2 separate regions of the Canis lupus genome follow, and region 2 is linked to region 1. The links are chromatin contacts, called in public Hi-C maps. All regions are on one chromosome and are shown on one strand. Each heading gives the region's core, a stretch centred on a gene start, on an enhancer-like site or on the middle of the called end of the contact. The rest is flanking DNA. Distances are from core to core; before and after follow the strand shown.

What was found. A called contact is a pair of places that touch in the nucleus more often than the background predicts.
Region 2: a Hi-C map of blood shows a contact between it and region 1, with 5 times the contacts expected there. The contact joins the enhancer-like site here to the promoter of RAP2B in region 1. A contact is called at or near these places in 3 of 9 Hi-C or Micro-C datasets (all in blood).

What each region holds. Positions count from the first base shown.
Region 1 is chr23:48,051,965-48,057,985 of UU_Cfam_GSD_1.0, forward strand. It overlaps RAP2B (ras-related protein Rap-2b), which reads left to right and starts at 2,674. Exons shown (of 2, transcript XM_038570198.1): 1 at 2,674-3,279; 2 at 3,315-3,366. The coding sequence starts at 2,724. The coding sequence ends at 3,275. LOC119877426 (serine/arginine repetitive matrix protein 1-like) reads right to left here and starts at 2,469. Exons shown (of 5, transcript XM_038570205.1): 1 at 2,288-2,469; 2 at 1,623-1,911; 3 at 1,170-1,444; 4 at 247-474. The coding sequence starts at 2,469. LOC119865433 (a long non-coding RNA gene) reads left to right here and starts at 3,435. Exons shown (of 3, transcript XR_005377227.1): 1 at 3,435-6,021.
Region 2 is chr23:48,146,844-48,152,864 of UU_Cfam_GSD_1.0, forward strand. LOC119865316 (a long non-coding RNA gene) reads left to right here. Exons shown (of 3, transcript XR_005376746.1): 2 at 1,991-3,335; 3 at 3,470-4,016. Among named protein-coding and RNA genes, the nearest start is that of RAP2B, 95 kb to the left of the region's middle. Within about 2 kb of position 2,593, at least 3 of the 20 cell types and tissues checked have an H3K27ac peak or open chromatin away from gene starts, as enhancers often do. A contact at or near this core is called in blood, where this site is marked.

The DNA.
Region 1 (6,021 bases), core at 1,424-3,923:
GGCCTAGAAGCAGGTTCAGCTTCCTTGACCCTGCGGGAGGGTGCATCACCAGGGGAGAACCCCGGGGCGGTGGGCAGAGGTCCCTCTCGCTTGGGGTGGAGACAGTCTGACCTCAGGCCCCAAGGCTGACCCTAAGCAAGAGTACAACCTGGGGACTTCCCCGAGAGGAGGCAGTAGGGCCCCGAGAGGCACACGCCAGCTTCTGCAGCCCAACAGGGAGGCCGGGGTCCTAGCCCGGCCACTCACCCGCTGGGAAATCGCAGGCAAGTCACCCAACATCCCAGGACCTCAGTTGCTTCCTCTTTAAAACAGGTGTAACAAGGCCTGTGAGGCGGCGCGGAGGAGCCGTGCGGGACCTTCTGCAGACATTCAGCGCTGGTCAGTGCTGCGGGGCTTCTCCTCTGCTGCAGGAGGTGGGTGTGCCTCTGACAGGTGGGGTGCTCTTTGCTTTTTTCTTCTTTTTTTTTTTTTTTCCTGGAGGATTACATAAGCACAGAGTTCGAGGCGGGCTCTCTGATAGTCAAGGTTAAAACACGTTGTCTGCGCTCCACCGTGAGGGCGGGGCGGGCACCCCCCGGCACCCCCCAGCACCCCGCTCCCCTCCCCACCCCCCAGGCGGCGGCTGCACCCACGTCCCGCCGGGGCCGGTGGGGACTTGGGGCTGCGCCTCCGCGGCTCGGGGCAGGTCAGCCCGCGAACGTGGCCGGACCCGGGGCCCAAACCCAGCGCTCGCCACGCAGCCGGGCGCGTCTCGTCCGAAGCGCACGCCGAGCGCGAGTAGCCTCGGCTTGCAAAACCAAAAAAAAAAAAAAAAAAAAAGTGCAGACTCGGAGCTGGGGGGGTTGACGCAGCTCGTGCCCCCCTACCCACCCCCGCACCCCCGGCTCCGGGGCTCGTGCACACGCGGGCCCCCCGACAGGTCCCGGGTCCCGGCCCCGGGCGAGGAGGCAGGGAGGCTGGGGCAGGTCGAGGCAGCGCCCCCGCCCCTCCCGCGGCCGCGAGCCCAGCCCGACGTGCAGGCGGCCCGCCCCCAAACCCAGACGTCTGCAGGAGGACAAGCCTGGGCATCCCCGCCCCCGCCCCCGCCCCGGGACCCGGAGCGGGCGGCGCACGCAGTCCGGGCGGCCCCCTTGCACGCCCCCGTCCCCCCACTTCCCGCCCAGCCGCACACTTTGCAAACTCCGCAGGAGCCCGGGCCCAGCGGGGGGAGCAGGGCGCCCGCGGCCTCCGGGCGCTGCGCAGCCAGGCTCGCCCCGCAGCGCCAGCGGGGCACTATATTTAGCGCCGAGCTCTCCGCCTTAATTCCTCTTCTTTTTTTGCACCCCGGGCTCCCAGAACGACTAGGTCGGGGGAAGCGGGAGGGGGGGGCGGGGAGCAGCGGGGAAAGAACAGCTGCGCCTCCGCCCCCCGCTCGAGCTCCGCAGGCGCCAATCGCGAGCCGAGGCTACTTTTCCGCCAATGAAGCGGCCGCAAGTGCGGGAGCCTCGGCGGCAGCCAATGGGGCCCCGGCCGGGGCGGCGAGACGGGCGCGGCGGGGCCAATGGGGCCCGAGGCCGGGAGAGGTAATGTGAGCCGCGCGGTGGCTGCGCGGGCCCCAGCTTCCTATTTCTAAGCCCGAAAACCTGTTCCGCCCACTGAGCATGCCCGGGCTCGCTGCCGGCGCCGCGGCCGTGCGGCTGGGGGTCGGCCCGGCCTCCGCGCTTCCGGGAGGCTCCCCTGTGCCGGCCGGAGCCCCCGCGGGCCCCTTTGTGCGGGACGACGGGAGTGGGGGGCCGGGAGCGTGTCGGGGCCCGCGCCGTGGGAGGGGGCACAGGTGCCCCGCGCGCCGCTCCCACGCCCTCGGGGTCTCCCGGCGCCCGGGACAACGGGAGCGGCCGAGCGCGCAGCCCACGCCGCGGCGCCACCGCCCCGCTGCACCAAGCCGCCCCCGTGCACACCCACGCGCGCTGCTCACCCCGCGCCCGGCCCTGGGCCCCTCGCACGGCCCGGGAGGCCCCGCCCCCGGACACGCCCCCCGCGCGGCCCCGCCCCCGAGCTCCTCGCAGGCCGCTCCCCGGGAGGCCCCGGCCCCGCCCCCCGCGCGAGGCCCCGCCCCTCGCGCCCAGCCCCGAGCCCCTCGCAGGCCGCTCCCGGGGAGGCCCCGCCCTCGCCCCGCCCCCAGCGCGGCCCAAGCCCCGCCCCCGCGCGAGGCCCCGCCCCCCGTGCCGACCCCGAGCCTCTCGCAGGCCGCTCCTGGGGAGGCCCCGCCCCGGCCCCGCCCCCCCCGCGCGCGGCCCCGCCCCCTTGCCCGGCCCCCCGGAAAACCCGGCGCGGCGGCTGGCGCGGGCGAGGCCGTCGGCGCACTGGGCATGCTCGCCGGGGCGGGGAGGGCCGGGCTGCGCGCGGCGAGTAGGAAGCCGTCGCCCCGCGGAGGCTGCGGGGAGAGCGCGCTGGGCCGCGGCGGTGGGCGCACGGTCTGCGGGGCCCCATGCCACGCGCGGCCCGGGCCGGCGCGCACGTAGCAGCAGCCCCCCCGGCAGCCCGCCGCCGCCGCCGCCGCCGCCGCCTCCCGCCGCCCGGGCCGCCGGCATTGTCCTCCCGCGCCGCCGCCGTCGCCGCCGCGCCGCCGCCGCCGCCGCCAGGCTGAGCCCGGGGGCAGGTCGTGCAGCCGACGAGCCCAGGCGCCCCGCGGCGCGCACCCCCGACGGGGCCGCGGCGGGCGCGGCGAGGGCGCCGGCGGAGCCATGAGAGAGTACAAGGTGGTGGTGCTGGGCTCGGGCGGCGTGGGCAAGTCGGCGCTCACCGTGCAGTTCGTGACCGGCTCCTTCATCGAGAAGTACGACCCCACCATCGAGGACTTCTACCGCAAGGAGATCGAGGTGGACTCGTCGCCGTCGGTGCTCGAGATCCTGGACACGGCGGGCACCGAGCAGTTCGCGTCCATGCGGGACCTGTACATCAAGAACGGCCAGGGCTTCATCCTCGTCTACAGCCTGGTCAACCAGCAGAGCTTCCAGGACATCAAGCCCATGCGGGACCAGATCATCCGCGTCAAGCGGTACGAGCGCGTGCCCATGATCCTGGTGGGCAACAAGGTGGACCTGGAGGGCGAGCGCGAGGTGTCGTACGGCGAGGGCAAGGCCCTGGCCGAGGAGTGGAGCTGCCCCTTCATGGAGACGTCGGCCAAAAACAAAGCCTCGGTGGACGAGCTGTTCGCGGAGATCGTGCGGCAGATGAACTACGCGGCGCAGCCCAACGGCGACGAGGGCTGCTGCTCGGCCTGCGTGATCCTCTGAGCCGCCCGCGCGCGGGAGCCCCGCGCCCCCGCGCCCGCCCCCGCGCCCGCCCCCGCGGGGGGGATGCGCTGCGCCCGCGCCGACCTCGGGGGCCGCTGTGCCTCGGCCCCGGGGCGGGGGCGGGGGTGCCGGGGGCCCGGCTGGGCTGCACCGCCCGGCTCCCGACCCCCGCCGACCTCCGCTGACCTCCGCCGACCTCCGCCGACCTCCGCTGACCTCCCCCTCCGAGCCCCGGTGCAGCCCCGGTGCAGCCCCGGTGCAGCCCCGGGGGCGGTGCGGCTCCTGCTGCATGCACGCTGCTCGTGGACCCCGGGAGACGCGGATTTTTCCACCCCACTCCCCGCGTAAGGAGCCGTTAGGGCGCTGTGTGGGCAGCTCGACACGGGCCAAAGTTTCAGCCTGCAAAAAAAAAAAAAAAAGAAAAAGAAAATAAATAAAAATAAATAAATAAATGGGGTGGGGAGGTAGAAAGGGAGGGGGCAATTTTTCCTTTTTTTTTTTTTATTTTTATTTTTTTTCTTTTGCCTCCAACCACCCCTTTTTGTAGTTCCACATGGAAGGAAGTCCGGGAGAACCAAATGAAGGAGCAGGACAGGAGGAAGGGAAGAAACTTTTGTGTTGGCTTTTTTTATTTTTTATTTTTTTATTTTTTTTTCTTTCCTTTTTTTTTTTTTTTTTTTTTTTTCCAGGAGGAGCTGGAAATTAAAGATCGGGTTCCTTTTCTGCCAGCTTGGAAGGGCAACCCTGTGACTGATTGTGATTCTAAGGATGTCTATGCAAAGTTGGATTCTTGTTACAGTGTATCCAATCTGAAGTATGCACATCTGAACTGGGACTGTAAACACTGATGCCAATGCAGTGTGGGGTGCCAGAAAGTGTCTGCTGATATTTGTGGAAAAAAAAAAAATCTATTTTGTTTACCTACTGTATCAAAGGGGAGTCTGGGGGAGAACGGTAGTATTTTTTTTTTTTTTTTATCAGCTGTGAAAAAAAAATGTTACAGATCTGCACATTTTTGTGTGTACTGTGTGTGTGTGTGTGTGTGTGTGTGTGTTTCTTTGGGTTTCTTTTTGTTTTTTGTTTTTTTTTTTTTTAAGTTTAGCTTTTCTTTTTGGTTGGCAGTGACAGGTTTTGATGACTAGCTCTTTAAAATACAGTACAAAGACTTCAAAAATGTGATTCAGGGCCCCAGCACCCCTGTGTCTGCAGAGTGCCTTCAAAACTCAGCTGTTCCAGCCGGTGCCAACCTGTGAACTTCCCACCATAACCCAGAATCTGCTATTCCCCAAACCACTTCCTAGTTTCCTTTCTGTAATCTTCCTGAAGGAGCCAGGACAATAGGGCCTGTTGTTTGGTGAATTTCTTTATTATTTCCAGCCCTTAAAATGTAATTTCCATGTCTTGCAATGGTTTTGGTTGTTTTTTTTTGTTTTGTTTTTTTGTTTTTTTATTTTGTTTTGTTTTGTTTTTTTGTTTTTTTTCTTTTTTTGCCCTTCTTTCTTTCTTTTTTATCTGGCTTCATTTTGTTCAAATGTTCAGGTATTTAGCTCCCCTTTGTATTATTTTTAAAAATTTTTTGGGGTTATCTGTTCTAGGGTGTTCCTCCAGAAGCAAAGAACAAAATTTTCCTGTTGTGATGTACCAAGAGAATTCTCACTAATTGTAATTTTTAATTCCAGACACGCGTTTAATCATTGTCTCTCCATTTTAAGACTTTTAATACAGATGTCATTTTTAAAGAAACAAATCCAAAACTATTGTTTGTGTTTCTGTGTTTCATATTCAGTGATTTAATACAGTATCGAGGCTGAGGTGGATAGGGGCAGCAGGTGCATGATGCTCCCAGCAGAAATACCTCAGTGACAAGTTGGGTGACATTACTTCCAACTCCCGTAAATATGGAAAAAATCTTAAAGGTCTAAGAAGCCCTGAGGGTATGGCCATTACCATTTGACTACAAGATAAGCAGGATTTTGAATCTGTTCTGCTGACAGGGAGCAGTTTACCTCACTGTGGGTAGGGAAGGGGAGAAACCAACTCCTAATACTGCCTTAGATTTGGTGAAGTCACCAGTCACCTGACCAGGCAGGGTAGTGCTTTTAACTTTTCTTTTTCTTTCTTGCTTTCTGTCTTTCTTTCTTCTTCCTCTTTTTTTTTTTTATTAATGTTTTTGTTTAATTACATCACATACAAAGTCAAAAACATGTTTGAGGAACATGATTTCCAATTCTGAAGTCATTCCTAGTAGGGTTTTCTGCAGTGCATTTGTGTGGGTTGCAGACCCTGTCTTAATACTTGAGGTTTTGGTTTGAAAATAGGTCATTATATTAAAAAAAAAGAAGAGAAAGGAAAAAATAAGATAGACCCCTTACTCCCATTAAACTGCAATTTGTGGACCATTTTGACCTCATGAAATTTTCCTTCTAACAGTAGGAGGCAGTGTGAGCTTCGTATTGTATTTTATTTTACTTAAGGGCCACTTTACTAATATAACCTCTGTGTAGAATAAAAGAAACTATATGACTGTATATCAAGAGCACACGATACACCTTAGCTGTGTGAAGTGGAGGTGAAGTCATCTGTGGGGGAAGCCAAAAGAAGTTACAGGCCACAGGCGTCTTTAAAGCTGTATTAACATCTTGCCTTAAAAATGTGTCCTTGGCCCATGTGACCTGTCACTCAATATTCCAGCGTGGTGGAGAAAGAGAGAATTTGCCTGTGATGGTCCTATGGCTTTTTTTTTTTT
Region 2 (6,021 bases), core at 1,343-3,842, 95 kb after region 1:
GTCACTGTGGGCCCTTTCGCCTTACTCAGGTTGCCACTGCGCAAGCCTGTTGCCTGCAATTATGTTTTGATTTAACATTGGACAAGAACATCTGGTCGAGCATACTTTCATTATCTAGCAACTCACAAGGCAGTTCTTAACTTGTGCCCTCCTGAACTTCATTTTGGGTTGCTTCACCCCTGCTGGTTTCTGAGAAGGGTAGTGCAACTAACAGTTAAAAATGTTGTTTCTCTAGTTGTTCCTCCATTCGGAGAGCTGAGTATTCACTCTTTGTGGCAGTGCATATGAGTTTACCATTATCAGCAACCGGTATCTCATGTTTTGCTTTGGTTCCCAGTGTGATCTGAGAATATGTAGAGGACCATGGGGGAGAGGAAATACTGCTGATGAGACAGCAATGAAGCCTTGGTCCCTTCTGTATGCGGGCCTGTGTCTGCCTCACACTGTAACCCATGGGCCCCTGATGGCCAGCCTCCTGTTTGAGAGACTGGAGTAGCAGAACTTCCATTGGAGAAGCAGGGTGAGAGGACGCACTGGTGGATGGGAAGAATGGAAGATCTTAAGTGAGGCCTATGGATCTGGTTTACTGGAAAACCGAAGGGAAATGAGGTTTCGTTTGCAGAGTGGGGGGCTAATGCTTGCAGGACTACTGCAGACAGCAGGGGATGGCTGAGCGGGTGAGGCACGGGGCTGAGAGGACATGGAGTGTGTGGGTAAGGATTTCTGATTTGGCTTCTTGAAAACGGAGTCATTTCAGGGACTACTGCAAATGTCATGTGAGGATGACTGCATGGGAGAAGGGTGACTGGCCGAGGAAGTGCAGCACACTCATTTAGTTTGAATAGAGTTGGTGGTGGAAGAAGAGTTAGCTGCAGATTGCTGTGATGTGTTCTCTTGCTTGGAGATGAGCAAAGAGGGAGAGAGGAGATCCATTTTAAATTGTAGAGATCAAAGCATTTCCACCCCCCCCCCCCTTTGGAGATGGTGTTAACCGACAAGCGTTTGGGGTACTTCATTATAAAAGATTTATTCAGATAGAGACATAATAAGACAAGTTTCCTGCTCTGAGGAGAAACACAATGGAAAGGAAGAGTAGTACAAGAGATCATTTTTTTTTATTATTTAAAAATTGAAAAGCCTATATTATGCTATAAACATCAGGTGCTGAATAAGCCAAGGCAACAACGTTCTATGACAACTTTTAAGTACAGCGTTCTTTCCAGAATATTTAAAAGATTTTGAAGGTCTCTTATCAATATTGACAATATAATGAATGCGTCCAAAGGGTGCAGTATTTTATTGATCCACATTTAAAGTCTCAACCTGTATCACCCTTAAGGTGATATAGTATGATGGCGTTTTGAATTAATAAATAATTCACAAAATTAATGTGCACATAAATGTTGTATAACCAACTTATTCGTTACTATGTGAAAAACTGAGTTTGTGAAATCTGCACCTTTCAGTTATAAATGTTTTTTTTTTTTTTTCCTCCTTAGGTTATTTTTAAAGTCGGATTTATGATCTACTATTACAGATTAATTTGTGAGCAGGCTAGGAAGTCACAGAAATTTTAAAAAACCTTCATTTGGCTTCACCTCTTAAAGACTACTGACATCTAGGAAAGCGTGAAGAAACATTCTATCACGTGAAATACCTTTTAGCTGGAAGAAAGTTTCATGTAGGAGGCAACTCCCCCTGCTGTGATGTCTAGGAACAAAGGAAAACACAGCCTATGGTTGAGAGATGTTAAAATGTGGAGGTTTTCATAGAATTAATGGTGCTGAGATTACTTTCTTTTTATATCCAGGACCAGATGAATAAACACTTTCATTGTCAAATCGTGTGGCTCAAAAGAAAAGAGAAGCAATCTTTCAGTCTATGAATATGCAGTTTTTTCCCGTTACTTTCAAGAGTTCCTTGCATAGAATATTGCTTTTTATTTTATCCAGCCACATAATCCTTTTTTTCTTCTTTTCTTCACCTTTAGGCACGTTTAATTGTACGAAAACTCTCCCACCTGGCTGGCAGTACTTCAGGATAAACCACATTTTCAAAAGAACATCTGCTTTTGACTACCGAGGAGATTGAATTGTTTCAAAGTGTCACCTGTTCTGTGGCAAGCAAGTGGACCTGTTTTAATGATTTTAAGGAGATATTGTTTACGGACCATATAAACAGTCACTAAAGCCCCCATAACGTACTCAGAGTAAAATGATGCAGAGAAATAATGGGCTGGAGAGGACTGAATGGGCCCAGTGTCTCTGGTGTTCAGCTTATAGGAATGTTTGGTTTCTAAACCATAGGCAATGCAGACATCTGTGTTCTTCAAATGCCTTAAACATGTTTACCTTGGGTAACACCACACTTGGATAACATACAGAAAAAAATTCCTTCTTTTGATTTTTCTTCCTAATTACACGGGGCTGATGAATCTAATCTGGTTTCTTTGTTGGCCCCCTTTTCGAGTCAGTAGAGGGAGCCAGAGTGACCGAGCCGGCCGTCCTGACCTGGCAGGCTTCAATCAGGCAATCAGGCCAGAAAATTGTAGCCGGAGAGTTTCCCTTGGGCTCCAAACAAGCAGAAAAGGGGCAGTGAGGGGAGCAGGAGCTTTCTGAATCAGGTAGGGCAAGGCTCTCATGAAGTGTTGCAGTGTTGCATCAAGAAAAGACCATTTACAAAGGGGATCTTTGTGATGCCCCATGATAAAGAGCAAAATTCGTTTTATGCAAATTAGGCATTACGTAATCTCCTTCTACACAGTTGGCCTTGGAAATACACTGCAAGTTTGTGGAGACGGTCCTTGCCGTATGAGGCCCTGGTGTGTGTTAGCACAGAATTAGCAAATTGCTAGATTCTTGTCATAGTTCTCATTAAATTTCCTATCCACCACTATTTTCTCTTTTCCGGGTGCCTGCATTGGTCTCCTGACAGGTCTCTATGCTTTCACTTTTACTCATCTATACCCTGTTTGTGATGTGGGAGCCAGAGTGATCCTTTACAAATAAGTCACTCTGTTCAATGACCCTCTGAAGCCTTCCCAACGTAGAGGAAAAGCCGGGGCCCTTGCAACGGCCTCCAAAGTCCCCCACCCTTTGGTGCTTCATCATTCTCTGTCCTCATCCCCCACTGTTCTCCCTCTGCTCCAGGTGGCTGGCCCCTTGCAGCTCCTGGACACTCAAGTTCATCCCTACCTTAGAAGGCTTTGCAGTGGCTGTTCCTCCACTGAACGCTTTTCCCACAGGCAAACTCCAAGCTCTTCAGCCTTTACTCAAATATCATCTTCACAATCCACCTAGGATACTGCTGGTTCCCCGTCTCTTGACATATATTTGGTAACATTTAATAACTTTCTAACCTACTACACAATTCACTTATTTACTATATTTGCTACTTTTTGTCTGTCTTCAGCTACTAGAATTTAAGCTCTGAGGGTAAGAAATTTTTTTTTTTTAATTTTCATTTTCAGAGGATTGTGGATTCACATGCAAATTGGAAGAAATGGTACAAACAGATCTTGTATACCAGTTACTCAGTTTCCTCCAGTGGGAACGTCTTCCAAAACAACAGTACAACATCACAGTCAGAAAATTGACATTGATACACTTTATCCACCTTATTCAGATTTTATTATTTTATGTGAATTGATTTCTGTGTGTATTTAGTTCCAACCAATTGTATCGCGCATTTAGATCTGTGTGACCATCATGTGTGTGACAATCAAGATACTGAACAGTTAGCTCCCTTACAAGGTTCAGGGTAAGAATTTTTATTTAATTCATTGATATATTCCGAGGATCTGGCACATAGGAAGTGCTCTATGCATATTTATTTAATAAATCAAGTTATTTTTTGTAATGGAACTTATGTAAAAATATTATCAGCATCGGGTTACCAAATATTTTTTTGGGGGGGGGGGTAACCAAATAATTTAAAGCCATATTCAGGTTGGGTTTTCTCTTTTGGTTATTGTTCATTTAAAATGTATCTAATAAATGTAATTCTTTTAGAGTACATACATATTCATCTCTTGTTTCTGAAGTGCTGGTGGTTACGATATAGTCACTGGAAATGTGATTTACTATAAATCCTAGGAAGTATTGTTGTTCGAGGGCTCAGAAAAGTTCCTTAGTGTCCTTGATTTTCAAACTCTCATTTTAATGGGGTAGTTTTTAAAGTAAAACAGTCATTCTACGGATGAGCTAACCGTATTTCAAATACATGCCACAAAAGCGGTCTGAGACTGAATCGTGGTAGAACTGCGAGCTCGCTTATCGCCTTAGTATCCTACCCTGAGGGGATTCATCAACAGAGCAAAACTAGAATCAGACCAAGGCTTCTTCCCAGGGACAATATTCCAATCATTATTATCTGCCTATTTGTTGTTGTTGTTGTTGTTATTAGGTGGATTCACTTTATAGCAATTTCATTTTATTGTGAGTTTATGAAATGTCTGACTTGGTTGCTTAGTCTGGGTATAAGGAAAATTTTCCTTTCTGTCAAGTTTCTTGGCTCAGTTAGCCACCAAACTAAAATGTTTTGCTGTATTAACACCACAACATGATCACAGTCGGTGGCTGGAGTAAATAATCCTGAAGAGGCCTTCTGAGTTCAAGGATTCCTATCAAGATGATTGTCCTACCAATGGAATAAATGAACCTTATTGCTTATCAAATTTTTTTTTTAAATAAACCAGCCCTCTTCTCATTTCTTATATCTAAGAGTCAAAGATTAATAATCTAAAAACAGCCTAACTTCTCCCTGTTTTCCCAGGATTTCATGTCGGTTGTAGTTTTGGGAGACTTTAGTTGATCAGGAAAAAATAAACAAAGCAAACAAAAAACACAGCCAAACTAATCTTGAAATGCAGCTAAATTACTTCTGAAGTATTTTTTGTTTTGAGCTAGACACACAGCAAATTTTGATTAGGTCTAAACTAATCTTAATAACTTTGATTTTCATCCAGATCATAAGATTCATTAGCATACGTAGAATGTTAAAGAAAAATGTTGTTAAATCATGTGGGATTATAAATAACTTCAAGTCTATGGTTTAAGCTATTAAATGGGGAAATCGAAGAAAAAATTAATTATCTATCTGGGGGAGGATTTCATTAGATGAAAAGTATTAAAGGAAATTATAAACAAAAGGATCAATAGATGTGATTAAAATGTAAAGTTTTACATTTAAAAAGAGACCACAGGGCAGCCCTGGTGGCTCAGCAGTTTAGCGCTGACTTCAGCCCAGGGCCTGATCCTGGAGACCCCGGATCGAGTCCCACGTCCGGCTCCCTGTATGGAGCCTGCTTCTCCCTCTGCCTGTGTCTCTGCCTCTCTCTGTCTCTCTCTGTCTCTCATGAATAAATAAAATAAAATCTTTAAAAAGAAAAAAAGAGAGAGACCATATATATATATATATAATTATATATATATATTTAAAAGACAAACCATCAGCAGGAAAATGTTTAAAACAAATAAATAGATAAAAATATCCTTACCACATGAAGCATTCTTCTATCCCGTCAGCTCTATTTCAAATACTTTAAATGGCTTATCACATGGCAATTTGCAAATATATATCAAAACCCTTAAAACATCAAATCGTTTTTAACCAAGTAATTGTGTTTGTGGGGCTCTAAATAAATAATTACAAATGAAGAAAAGGATTTACGCTAAAAAGATATCACACAGAAAGAGGAATAGTTAGATATGAGAGCATATTTAAAGAATGAGATTTTATATAGCTATTAAAATCATATTTAAGATATTGAATAGTGTGGAAAATTTACATAATGTAATGTAAAACATCATATCATTTGATCACAACTATGAAAAATAAAGCATAGAAAGGCTTTGGAAAGAAAAATACAATCTTAAAAATAGCTACCTTGAAGTTGTTTTGGGGGGACATTCTTGGAAAACTATATAATTTAGCTAATTACATAAACTATAATTATATAGTTTCCCTAAGTTATACAATGTCTGCATTCTTTTTATAACAAAAATCCACAAAAAATACTTT